2 separate regions of the Dromaius novaehollandiae genome follow, and region 1 is linked to region 2. A link is a contact called in public Hi-C data. All regions are on one chromosome and are shown on one strand. Each heading gives the region's core, a stretch centred on a gene start, on an enhancer-like site or on the middle of the called end of the contact. The rest is flanking DNA. Distances are from core to core; before and after follow the strand shown.

Region 1 (6,429 bases), core at 1,373-3,872, 69 kb before region 2:
GCATTCTCCTGTCACAAAACATCACCAGAGGTCCTCAATTGCAAGAGGTGTGATCACCTCCACCAAAACAAGTCTTAGCTTGCTAGATGGCAGCAGTGTGGAAACAAACTGGTGAGTAAAAATGAGCACGCTGTTAAGAATCCTGGAAATCACCTGGCAGGCAGGATGACTGACCGCCCAAACAAACAGCCACTATGTAAGCGTCTGCGGCCATCGCTGATGTTAACACAGCTTGCTGATGTGTTCGATTCCCACCTTCTTGCCTCACCCACTGTTTGTCCTGAATCGCTTCATCTGAAGTAAAAGACGTGCGGAGCAGAGACGGGCATATCAGAGCACGAAATCTGGCTTTATGGAGGTTTATTAAGCACAACGCTGTCACAGTGCAAAACTGATTTTCACAAATCATCGCTAATGGATTCAGACCAGGAGCTTTATTTAGATAAAGCCACCTTGGGAGATGTCTTTCTCCTTTAGCTGTCAAGGGAGGCTAAACCTTTGTGAATATGCGGCAGTGTTCCTCCTCTGAGGAGGAAAGGATCCTCCACATTACCGGATCCTTTCATTCCCTTATCCCCTTCTACTTCTTGGCATTGCTTTATTTCCCCAGCACCGAGATACCGCAGCAATGATTTGAGACACAAAACATGTGGTCCATGCACCTCTGAGATTTTCACAGCCTCTTAGGAAGCCTGAACGCCAAATTCCTTTTCATTTTATTCCTTAAATGGATTTGGATGTTTCAGACATAATGATAGTGTGGGAATGATAACTATTTCCCCATGATGCTTTTCTGAAAGGGCATTTTTTTAATGAAAAATCCACTGATACAGGAGAGATGTGCTGCTTCATCTACCTGGCACGCACACACCTAAGGGGCACATTAAACGCCAGGCTAGTGAAACATCATAAACCCATTAAAGCCAAAGCATCGCCTTGTCTTGCACAGGGATATTCTTTTGAGCTAGGGAATAAAACCCAACAGAGGTGCTTCAGTCTTGGACTTAACATCCCAAAGTGATGGGTGCTCCAAATCCCTCCTGAAATACTCCAAGGACAGGCTGCCCCAGAGCTGCTCTTGCACAGCGCTGGCCAACCTGAAGGAATAGCATGATTCCAGATGACCAGACACTGAACCAAAAAATGCTCATAAGAGTGTAAACACACACAAATCTTTTCACCTGGGAATGGGGCAAGAGACTTCTTTACGTACTGAACTAAATCAAGGACCACACTGGTCACAGCAGATACAGGCTTAAACCAGAACCTCCTTAAAATTCAGTCTTGGATTTAATCCTCTGACTTCGGACACTAACGCTTCAATTTACAAATCTTTCTGACGTGTCTGGCCTAGAAAAACCCTGGGCACAGATTAGTCTTCGCTGCTCAATGAGCAAAAATTGAAATCTGCAATTACTGACATACTGTACCAGGGAGCAGCAGAGCCTTACAGACCAAAAGGGAAAGCTGTGCACACTGCTAATCATATCCCGTATTGCAAACAGCTTCTCACAAAGCTCATTTCCAAAAACACAATGTGGAATGATAGGCAAGCAAGAAAAGGTTAGCAGGAGCTAGTGCTTAAGAACAGCCCTTAAACTGACCCAGGCTCAATGCAAATCTCAGCTTCAAGCTTAAAACCTACCACTAAACTAAAGCCAGAAACCCAAATCTCTACTGAAGCGACTCTGACATCCAGAAGAACCAAGTTAGCAGAGAAACTGGCCCAGCAACTGCAAACTGCATATGAAAAAACACTCATAGCCCAAAGGAGCAACAGTCAAAGCCAACTGGGACTCTACAGCTTCTCACAAAAATGACTAAGGAATTTGCTTTTTAAGTAAACAAACATATGAATATGAACCTGGATTAGATGAGTAACTTGACTCCCCAAAACACGATACACAGTTAAAGATGCACTGTCAAAAAATTCCCAGTTTAAAAAAAAAAAAAAAAAAAAAAAAAAGTAGTTTGAGAAAATTAACCAGACCAACTGAGAAATCAGACGTCTGACAGCAGAGAGCTCTCTGTGCAGCGGAGGACTCCCATTCCCACAACTGATGCCTATGGCTCTGCTCGCTTGGCATCACTAGAGCTTGGACAAGCGGTGCCATGCGCTCTGCCCACGTGAGCTGGGATCATGCCACTGCCAGTCTCCCGTTTGCGCAGCTTCTAGCACAGTCGCCTATGTAGTGCCAGAATTTTTTGCTGAGGTCTTTTGTCCAGCTTGCCTTGAGATTTATTAAAGACTTCCTGCTCCTGGCAGAAGTGATGCAAACAGGCTGAGGAATGGTGGTGCCTGTGGTTTCCAAAACCCAGACCCGGGGGAAGGCTTGTTTTTGATCACTGGAGGAAGAACAGAAGGAACCAAACCTAATGTTTCCCTCATTTCAGATGTACATTGGCCTCAGCAAACCAGCTTCGGTTCATGGGTTTAGCTTGTTTACTGGAGGGAGGGAGGGAGGGAGGAGGCACCCAGCATGAACCGCTCTGAACTAGCACATACCAGATGGAGAAATTCTGTACATTTTCATTTCCTTTCTACTTATAGCTTGGTCAAAAGAGGCCTCGTGTACAGGAAGTAATGGAAATTCCTCAGATTCCTGGACGGGAAGGGCTGAGCCCATCTTAAGCCACTGCTCTCTAGAAAGGAAATCCAATAAAGCCTCACACTTTGGCTTAGTAACAGAGCTGGACCTGACCGATTTCACTGGAGTTTCTCCACTGCAAAAGAAGTGCAGCTGCATATTCTCAGCAAGCCACAAATCAAGCCCTGAACTGAAGAAAAATCCATGTAGCAGCACAGGCCGAACTCTGCTCTCCGTGGAGTGCCGTTTTCCAGACACGAGGGAACCAGAAACAGGCGCACAAGGCCCCTGCTCTGCCTCGGGCTCTGGAGCCCACCTGGGTTTCCACTGCTGAGGGCCAGAGATGAATCACGTTCGTGGCAATCCGCACCAGCCGGCCACACGTCTGCCACCTCGGTGATGGGCACGCCAATTCCTGACATGCACGTGTGTTATGGGGTAAACCCACGCTGATGCAAGGACATGCATGTAATTCTGACTCTCTCCCTTGGGGCAGCAAGGACCGTGGGACACTGCTAAGGCAGCGGGTGTCATTCTTGGGGAAAAGGTAGGGAGGAACGGGAAACAGGAAATGAAGGGAGAAAGCAGCCACCCCCTCCCAAATTCCCACACAGCTGTTGTCCCTGGCTAATGACTTAGGCTTCAGACCAATAAAGCTGTTGGAGACGGCACAAATCGTATTTAGCAATAAACCAAACCTCATGCATCAGACCAGCTCCAGGAGAGTCAACAAGCATTTCTCCAGAATCACCCTTTTGCTAAGCAGTTGTACCTCAAAGTGTGAGTCACCTTCATCTTAGCACAGACACAGCTGCACTCACGGCACTTTTAAAACCCAGCTATTGTATCTGGCCTCGACTGTCGGCAGAGCAAGCTGGCTGCAAAACGCAATCGAGCCTGCAGTGGAGGAAAGGTGGCACTAACGCATCTCCTGAGTATCTCAAAATCAGCTCTTCTCCAGGGGTAAAAAAGCGTCAGGAGGAATTTCTGAAGTGACTGACAAACTCTGTCCAACAGACTCACCCAAGCCACCACAAAGCCCACGGTACAGCCAAGGGCAGAACCAGTAGGAAGGTGAGTGTTAGTTCCCTTTGAAGCTGAACAGGTCACAGGTTTTAGGAAAGCAGGCACGAGGGTGTGGGGGCGGGAATAAGCTTCCCAACTGAAAAATTTCCAAGTCAACCAGAATGGTACTGGCGTTAACTGTTCCAAATCAGACGTGCCTACAAGCCCTGGCTGCAGACCACAACCAACCCTCCTTTGGTGCCTTACAAAAACAAGGTCCCTGCCACTCTGCTGAGGATACAGAAAGAAACCAGGAGAAAGCAGCAATCCTCACAGCAGCCTTTGTCACGTAAAGCAATGGACAGCTTCAAACGTGGACAGCAAAATCAGCTTGCTTAGACCAATAAAGAATTGCTCTACATAAGGAGTGACAGGAGGACGGTTTGGGGATCAATCCGTTGGACACTTTTCAGTACTGGCTGACAGGTAACAGGCAGAAGACAGACTGAAAGGCCTTACAAGTGAGGGCCAGCAGCTCACATTTGACGTGACAGAGCAAGAGGAGCTCAGGGAGGGGTGCACAGACAACTGATACAACTTAAGCAACAGGCTGCAGAAGGATCTGTGGAGATCCACTTCCTCTGCCTAAACTTTCGAGGTTGATCTGAAATGGGTTGTATTCTGCTCTCAAAACACATCCCATTCAAGCACCCCAGGGATGTTTTACAGGCGCTAGAAAGAATGTATGCCCTTCTGCAGGACTGCACACATTTTCAACATATTAAGGCAAAAATAAGCTTTCTCAACCACTCAAGCTTTTCCTGTACACAAATCCTAGGCCCTGAGGGCAGATCTACATTGTACAAGATTTTTCTCTCCAACAGCACTTCAGATCTAAGCCGCTCTCAGCGGACTACTACCTCCCCTGTTCTTCCAAACCCCAGCAACCCCAAGACCTCACAGCTATCTGGCTGTCCAAGGCCCGAGGAACACCTTCCTCCTACCTGAATGGTTTACTGTCTGGATCTGTGTCCTTGAATCCCATCTCTTCTAGTTTGCAGCGCCTGTACAGCTCATAGTGTCGGGTGTGCGTCTGCTCTCTCAAGTCCTCCATGTTCACTCGGATCAGCATCTCCCGCAGCTTCACAAAGTCACAGTGATTTTCATTTTCAACTGCAAAAGAAGCAGACCATCTATGGAGACAATGTTAAACCTAGGAGCCAGTGGATTTCTCCCTTTCCCTTTTCTGAACCCAGACTCCAATTTAGCAAGCCTGAATGTCCTTTAAGCACACAAGCAGAACTCAAACTGCACCAACATGCCTTGCTGAATTGGGGTGAATGCCAAACACATGCATCAGAGCAAGGCCTTTCATTGGTTTTGTATTATCTCTGTGTTCCCATTCACCACAGAGGTCCTTGCTGTCTGTGCATTTCTGCAGCAGCAAGAGAGGTGCTGACCTGTTTGCACAAGGGGTTTCACTTCACGCTCAAATCCACTCTAAATGCAAGTCACTGACACGAGTCCAGGCAGGCAGCAGAGTCTCAGTTTGCAGTGGCGGTCAAAGGAAAGGCCACGATAGGACCCCGCCAGAGGTGCTGTACTCGTCCCATGCCCGCTTACCTAGTGAAGGAGCCTTAAACCCCTGCTCCTGGCACCGAAAGGGAGGCAGCAGCAGACAGGCAGGGTATACCATGGGCTCTCGTCACTATTTCTATTCACAACGGGGTCCGGCGTGCCACAGTCAGCCCCTGGGAGAGTGAGCTGTGCAGCCCAAGAGGTGAGTGGGGCCAGAGGGCTGCACACATCGCTGCAGCAAACATGCAAAAAATTAAAAATTAGGGCTGCAAGTTCTCCTTTTGGGATCTGACAGCGAGCAGCAGGTGCCTCTGCTGCTAGCAGACCACTCTGCAGCACGCTCCAGGAGACCCAGCAAAGCACTCCAGCTGCTCCCCTTTGGGCCAGAGCAATGTCTCAGAAGAAAGGGGCAATTTAGGGCTGGATCTTCAAAAGCTCTCTGGTACCCAACTAAATCTCTGGATGAGCTGGTCTTAAATTTCCTGGAAATAGCAAGAACCCAGCAGGATACATGTCAAATACCAGACTTCCCAAACCAACTTCTACAAGTCATGCCCAGTATTGCCCTCCAGCTTACACAGCTAGAGACAGTAAGTCTCAAGTTACTTCAGGGTCAGACTTTGTTACTGAGAAAAACTGGGCGAGTTGTGCAGAATTGTCCTGTGGATGCTCCCCTGCAGCTTGCTGGGCCGTTCTCCAGATGGATACGGGGCTGAAGCCACAAGTGGACTACCACTGGGAGCGGTGGAGAAGACAGGGACAGTAATGCTCTCACCCTGTGTTTCCCAGTGTTGGCTGGAAAAGCAAGGACTGGCCCCATCTTTGACAGTATTGATACAACCTGGGTTGCAAACATAGTCCAAGTCCAAACTCTGCTTTCCATCAGAAAAAAGAGCTTTCAGTGACCTTAGCAGGGATTGCATACTCAACCTGCACGTCCACATTTTCTTAGGATACAAGGACAAGATAAACAAAGTAATCAGTATTAAATTAGTTCTGCTCCCATTTCAAGTCGAAAGGGCAGAGACCTGCTGACTACTCCCTCAGCATGCAGACTGGCTCCCTGGAAAATCCTCCAGCTACATGTTTGCTTTCAGCCTTGTGCGCGAGGCCCAAACTGAACATTCAGCTACCTAGGCCTTGCCCCCATCGCTCAGACTTTGTTTGCTGGCAGAAAAGCATCAGAAACAGAGAAGGGTGATTTAAGTTTTCAATTAGTTACTTAACATCTTTTAGTAATCCTACCCCGTTCCTTCAC
Region 2 (6,637 bases), core at 2,420-4,919:
CTGGCACGGTGCTGCGTGGGTGCCGCATCGTGAGCGACCTACTGTGGCTGTAGCGGTGGTGCCCTCCTGGGGAGGCATGTGCACAGGACTGCTAGGGGAGAGGCAAGCTCTCCTCCCACAGGCTTTCCCCACCTCTGCTCCATGGGCCCTGCCGGTGAGCATGACTGCTTTTTGTCAGTGTGCCCTGGGAGAAGCAGAGTTTCCTTCACAGCGCTGGTTCAGAGGAGCACTGAGGGGGCTGCCATCCCTTTATACACTGCCTGCAAAAGGAGGCAGCCTGCAAGTCATGAATGAAAAGATGTGAAGTGACAGCCAAAGGAGAAAGCTACTATCAGCGCTTTTAGCAAGAAGTGGAGCCTTTTTCTCAGCTCCAGAAATGAATAATTTAGGATATGTAGCAGCAACAAATAGCAGTGTGCGCAGGTTCAGTGCAAGATGAAGCCAAGCACAGACACTGAAGAGCCAGAGCAGCCTTACGGCACTGCCAGCATCTGGACCCTGTGTCACCTGGACACCATCACCCCCGAGCTTGCCATTAGTGGAGATGTGTGCTCAGTCCTTCCAAAACCAGGAGTAAGCCATTTCTAATGACAGGAGTCATTAGCCAGGGATATAGCTCACCAAGGGCTGGGACAGATTTTCTCTTGCAGGAAATTAAAAAAGAGTAATAGTCAAGCTACATTCTTCTGGCACTCACCTTTTCAAAACTTAATTCAAGGCATTTCTACAGACTGTTTTAAGAAAATCAGAGCAGTCAGTTGCCTGGCTTTAGCCTGTGCAAATCAAGAGATGTACTTAGAGCTCAGGGCAGGGAGCAGATGCTGGGTAGTGCCTCCTGTCCTCAAGAGCAAGCCTGCAGGGCTGGGTGGTAGGAGGGCACCCTTAGTTCCCTCAGGTATCACCCCCTGGAGAAGCAGAGGATGACTTTCCTCCTGCAGTTCCTGCCAGGGTTGCCTGGCAGGTGCAACACCCTCCCTAAAATCACATTCGTGAGCAGTAGCTCCTGGAACTGGGAAAATATGCAGTGTGTGCGCCCCAGCTTTGCTCTCTTGGGGCCTGTGTGTGTTGGGAGCCTGTGCTACAGATGCAGCTAATTCTGGATCTCCTCTACATCCTGGCTCCTGCCTGGGGTTTTCCTCTTGGAGCAGCATCTGCCAGCCCTGGGGTGCAGAAGTGGCTTGCATGGGGTAGCTACTCTGTCCCTTCCTTTCCTGGCCTTGAGGGGGGATCCTAATCCTCTGCCTGCCTGCCTGCCTGCTGTGGGCTTGCACGTTTTGTCCCAGGAAGCAGAGTGTCAGGGCTCAGTCTTTTCCCTGTGGGCAGTGTGAAGTGTCCTCTCCCTCACATGGCGCAGAGGGTCTGGGGTCACCCTTGGCGGGATGGGGCAGGGCAGCGTGGCCTTGCTTTGCAGCCTGTACCCCTCTGCAAACGTGCTGGAAGGGAAGGAGACCCACTGGGGGATTTTCTCCCTTGTTTTCCCACTGGAGGCTGTGCAAGGGAAGATGTTCCTTCTTCTGGCTCCCCACCACAGGGGGATAGGAGTAAAGGAGGGCAGTTTGGCATCTCAGGACTCGTCTGACACTAATCACTGCTAATTCCACTGGGCGTAGGATCAGGAGCATTAAATCAGGGCAGGACCAGAGGGTTTTCTGCTAACCCAGCTTGGCTGTTAGGGCAGAGCACTCAAGGAAAACAAACAGCACAGTCTCCAAGCACAATCAGAAAGATATCTCCCTGTCTGAAGGAAAGGGCTGGAGGAGGAGACACCAGGCCAGAAAAGCAGCTCACAAGAAATGCGCGTTTCCGAAGGGGCATCAGAGCAGCCAATATGTTAAGCCCATGGCACCGCAACCCCCCTCAGCAGCAGCACTGCCTCCAGAAACACGGCAGCACTGAAAAGAGAGGTTTCCAGGGGTTTCGCAGAGCTGAATGGAAAACAAATACAAAAACCCAACCAACCAAATGGAATTTGCTCAATCCCTCACATGTGGCAGCGAACAGCGGAACAACTGCACACTAACTCAGGCGCACAGAAAGCAGGAGCCTAAAACCTATCTGTAACATGTGATCCCAGCTAACATGCGAGGGACGGGGGCAAACTTAAGGTGGAATTTCTTGGGCTTTCTCCGAACCGTCCATGGAGGGACGTGTTCTCAGTGGCTGGCCTTTGCTACGAGCGCCAGGTCTGCTCCTGCGGTTAACTCCTGACTTCAGCCTGGCTTTTGCATATGCAGAGGATGGTCAGGGAGTTAGTTGGAGGCCGGAGCACGTGCAGGATTTTCCCTGCAGTACTTTCAGTCAGCGTTTTTTTTGCCCTATTTTAAATACCCCCAGCCACCGGACTCCAAATCACACTTGTGACTTTGCAGTTCAAACGCAGCCCAGGCTTGATTTATCCAGAGTTGTATGCGATGCTGAAACGTCTCGTGAATGTTAGAACTGGGTGTGGAGGATATTTGGGGTTAGGTATGGTGTCAGGAGCCAGGACACTTGTTCGTATAGCAGCAAGCAGAGCTGCTGAAGTTTTAGTAGGCTCCTGCATGGTAGCATGTTTCCTTCTGCTACCTAGCCATGAATTCCTATCCTCAGTTTCAGTGTTATCAGCAGATATCTATCTCACAGGCTAGTCATGGCTTAACCAACAAGTAACATGCTGCATTTATAGAGCAGCTCCCAGTGAAGTTTTAAAAAGCCCTTATTAACCTCATAGTGGGACTGTGAAGTTGCACATCACTACTGTCATTTTAGGCATGGGGGAAACTGAGGCACAGAGGCCTAAGGACCCTCCTAAGGCCAGTCCGAAGCTAAGAGCAGCACCAGCTGACCCTGTCCCACAGACCCTCGTAGCACTTCATCTGCTACCTCCTTCACCTCCCTGCTCTGCAGAGCCCCTTGGGGCAGTGACATCATGTGCTTTCAAGAGACACAGTAAAGGGGAACAGCAGGCGTTACGGACTAGCTGGGAAAACAGCCTCCTTTCTTGCCAGCTGCACTCAGCCCTGCCTGGCCTCTTCCTCCGCTAACAAAGCATTTCTCTTTTCCCTCTGGAGTCTTTTGCAACTGGAATCAAACCAGTAAGATCACTCTACTTTTCAAAAGCTGCAGCCTGATTTCTCATGTGTACTAGTGTCCCACACAAACAGCCTTAACTTTTAGACACTTTTTAAATTCTGACATTGAATGTGGGGTTTTATTTAAATGCAAGCAAGCAGTAATGCTTTGTACCCAAGGGCTCCTGACAGTCCAGTCTCCCTCACAGGCATGAGGCTGGGCTGCAAGGATGAGTACAAACACATTCACAGAGGCAGTCACTTCGCAGCGGTAACATGAGGAATCCAACCCTGATTTTAGTCAGGGATCACTTAACAAAAAGCAGCCACCTCAGTGCAGGCACAGAGCCACACTCGGGCTCCTGGGAGAAGCACCAACACACACTGCATAGCAGCAGCTAGAAGAGTTTACAGCAAGGATTTCTAGGATCACACAGAAGCAAACAATCACTAGCTTTAAAAATCGTGCACGTTATGCCAGCAAAGAACAATATCAATACAGATTTAACCCAGCACCAACTTTAAATGGCTGGGAATGCTCCAGCGCCCAAACAGCTCCAATTGATCCCCTTCTTCACTCCCTCTTCCCCCCCCCCCCCAATCATGTGATAGTCCTGCCCAAATGATTTAAGCTGTTGGAGCACAGTGCTGAGTCACGTTGGGCTGTGGAGTAGGGGCGGTGGCGTGTCCTGCCTGGCGTCTGCAGCATGAAGCAAGTGAGTGTCCTCTTCTAACTTGGTGGGTGTGCCAAGCAGGATGAGGGTTTGGTACGTGTGGGTTTTGGGCTTGGTGCCAGAGGAAAGAGAAGAAAAGGATTAGCTGAGAGGAAATGCTGGGCTGATATGTGGCTGGGGGAAGAGTGGTTAGGGCTGATCAGCTGTTTTTCTTTTTCCTCTTGCCTTTCTTTAGTGTATGTTATTTAAGGGGGGAGGCTGTTTTAATGGATTGCTGCATCTTTTAATGCCTTAAAAGTTTAGGATTGCTTGCAGTTTACAATATCTGAATATATCTAAACTTTGTATTTTCCTTCTGGAAAAGTGTCTCTTAGGTGTAGGTCTGGGCTAACCCTCAACTTCACAGCAAAGGAATCCAGGATGGCTACAGCTGCCCCTGGCCTCCTAGCTCTCCTTGCCTTGAAAGGACCCATTCAGCCTTGAGGCTGTGTGTTAGGTTGTACTTGAGCAGTGTAATAAAAAAGAGCTGGAAGACAGTATTAGTAGGTGCCCTTAGTGCTATGGTGATAAGCAGTTTAGTGCCTGGGGGAATCGGGTCTCAGATGTGGGCAGAGCTAGGAGTAGACATGATCATGAAGGCTGTTTGGGGCAGGGTAGCAGCCCTAGGTGGGCACTGTGCTCCACAGCTGCCCATGGCTGCTAAGCATGTGCTTCTGCAAGCCAGGAAAGGAGGATGAGCCCAATTATTTGATGTAACTGATCTGGATTTAGCCCCCTGCCCTAACCATCATGTGCAGCTCTGCACCAATGTGCCTGGGCTTGGAGTACAGGCTGTGGAGCACAGCCTGAGTTGTGCTGTCTGACATGGCAAAACAGCACCCTCCTTTTAGTGGAGGTACTCTGCTAATGTGAAGTGCCATTTTTGGGATATACAGGTGAGGGAGAGAGTAATGTGACTCCCAGAAAAGGAACAAGCTGAACAAGCACTCTTATTTGTGGTGCAAGCCTCAAAGGGGTGTCTGTATTTTGCTTTACTGGCCTGCAGCTGAAAGTGGGCTCCATTGACCCTGATCTCTGTGCCAATGGCTGTAAGTCAAGCCACCAAGTTTCTGGTGGCCCTTTTTGCTCAGAGACACCCTGCCCCCCTTCCCCTGAGAGAGGGAAGGACATGAAGTGTAATGAAGGTTGTTTACTTCTGTGATAAGGGCCCTTGTTACTGCTGACTTCAAGGTACAAGCCTGCTTGTGAGTGTCCCTTGTAACAGCTGCTAAATGAGTGCCTGCACCCTGGCCTTGTTAGACTTGCTTGAGCTACCTCCTCCTCAGCTTGCATTGCTACCCAGGCTGGGTGCCACCACTGGGGTGACAGCTGTGAGGCACGATTTCCTCGCGGAGGGGTTAGAGGCAGCTGGGATGGCTCAAAACCTGTGCTGTAACTCTCGGTCCCAAATGAAGCTAGGTCTGGCAGACCTAGCTTCCGCCCTGTCTTGGCCCCAGCAGGCTTGTAGGCCTGCCTTGAGTGGGCAAACTCCTATGGTTTGTTCCTGCAGGGACTGGTGGTCACTCAGCTGGATGTCCAGCCTGGAGAGTGCATCAAGGTCAAAGGGAAGATCCTGTCGGATGCTAAAGGGTGAGTGGGGAGATAGAGGAATGGATGGATGTGGCACTGGTGTGGACCACATGGGCTCCTGCCTTCCCTGGAGGGTGACTGAGCTCCTGCAGGGCTCAGCCTCTGCATGGAGCAGCTGTGACTGGAGCTGCTGTGTGTGTGTTGGGAGGTGGAGAGGGTGGTGGGCTCTTTTGTGCTGCCTCCCTGCAGTGCTTGCTGTCTCCCCAGGTTCGCTGTGAACATAGGGAAGGACAGCAGCACACTCATGCTGCATTTCAACCCTCGCTTTGACTGCAAGGGGGATATCAACACTGTTGTGTGCAATTCCATGGAAGATGGTGCATGGGGCGAGGAGGACAGAAAGGCCGACTTCCCCTTCCATCATGGCGATAAGATTGAGGTGAGGCCCTGAGGATGTGTGCAGGTCCTGGCACAGACCACAGCACTGATGCTGCAAGGGTGGAGCTTTTAATGCCACCTGGTATCTCTGAGATGGAGAAGGGGGCAGGTATGGAAAGAGCTAGGCAACAACAGGGCAAGAGCCTGGCAGCTGAGCTGACAGAGTCTAGCCCTGCTCTGCCTGAGTCAGTGCTCAGCAGCTCAGATGTGGTTAGGTCTCCACTCTGGCCTTCCTTTGCAAGCCACACCAGTAAGAGCAATTAAAACTGGCCTGTGATTCCAGCTGGGTCAGTCTCATCCCTTCATGGCAGAAGCTTGGGGCTGCCCTTGGGCAGAGCAAACCAGCTTCCTCCCTTGGTGCATCTGCTGGGCAGGGAGGAGATGGAGCTGGCATGCACTGACTTAACCACCTGTGGCTACCTCATCTGTCCTCGGCCTGTGCCCAGCTCGGAGGGAGTGGGTGGCCTGGCTCGTCAGTGCTGATGTGTTGGTCTTGTTATGGTTCTCTACAGATGTGCATCTCCTTCGATGCAGCAGAGGCTACAGTGAAGCTGGCTGAGACGGAGTTCCAGTTCCCCAATCGTTTGGGCATAGAGAAAATCGAATACCTGGCTGTGGAGGGTGACTTTCAAGTCAAAGCCATCAAGTTTAGTTAACTGCTGTGGCTTGTTTTGTTTTCTTCCCCATCACCTCCTGCACAATGAAATAAACCCAAACTTGCTGTGGCTGCTCCCTCTGCTGTTTCCTGCACTAATCTGCTTGCTCCTGTCTGTGTGTGTGCACATGTGCTACAGGGGTGCACAGTGGGAAGGGGGATGTATCCCCCTATGTCCCTATTTAAACTGCAGCTGGTACTGAATTTGGGTTGATCATATGCCATGTGAAGCAGGAATTATTGTGACTCAA

What was found. Hi-C and Micro-C count contacts between places; a contact is called where the count stands out from the background.
Region 1: a Hi-C map of brain shows a contact between it and region 2, with 3 times the contacts expected there. The contact joins the enhancer-like site here to the promoter of LOC112985130 in region 2. A contact is called at or near these places in 2 of 4 Hi-C or Micro-C datasets (brain and liver).

Annotation. Positions count from the first base shown.
Region 1 is chr4:12,889,259-12,895,687 of bDroNov1.hap1, reverse strand. It overlaps SEPTIN11 (septin 11), which reads right to left. Exons shown (of 11, transcript XM_064510442.1): 7 at 4,598-4,766. Among named protein-coding and RNA genes, the nearest start is that of SEPTIN11, 42 kb to the right of the region's middle. Within about 2 kb of position 2,622, at least 2 of the 2 cell types and tissues checked have open chromatin away from gene starts, as enhancers often do.
Region 2 is chr4:12,821,311-12,827,947 of bDroNov1.hap1, reverse strand. It overlaps LOC112985130 (16 kDa beta-galactoside-binding lectin), which reads left to right and starts at 3,669. Exons shown (of 4, transcript XM_026103530.2): 1 at 3,669-3,766; 2 at 5,274-5,353; 3 at 5,561-5,732; 4 at 6,244-6,481. The coding sequence starts at 3,758. The coding sequence ends at 6,387.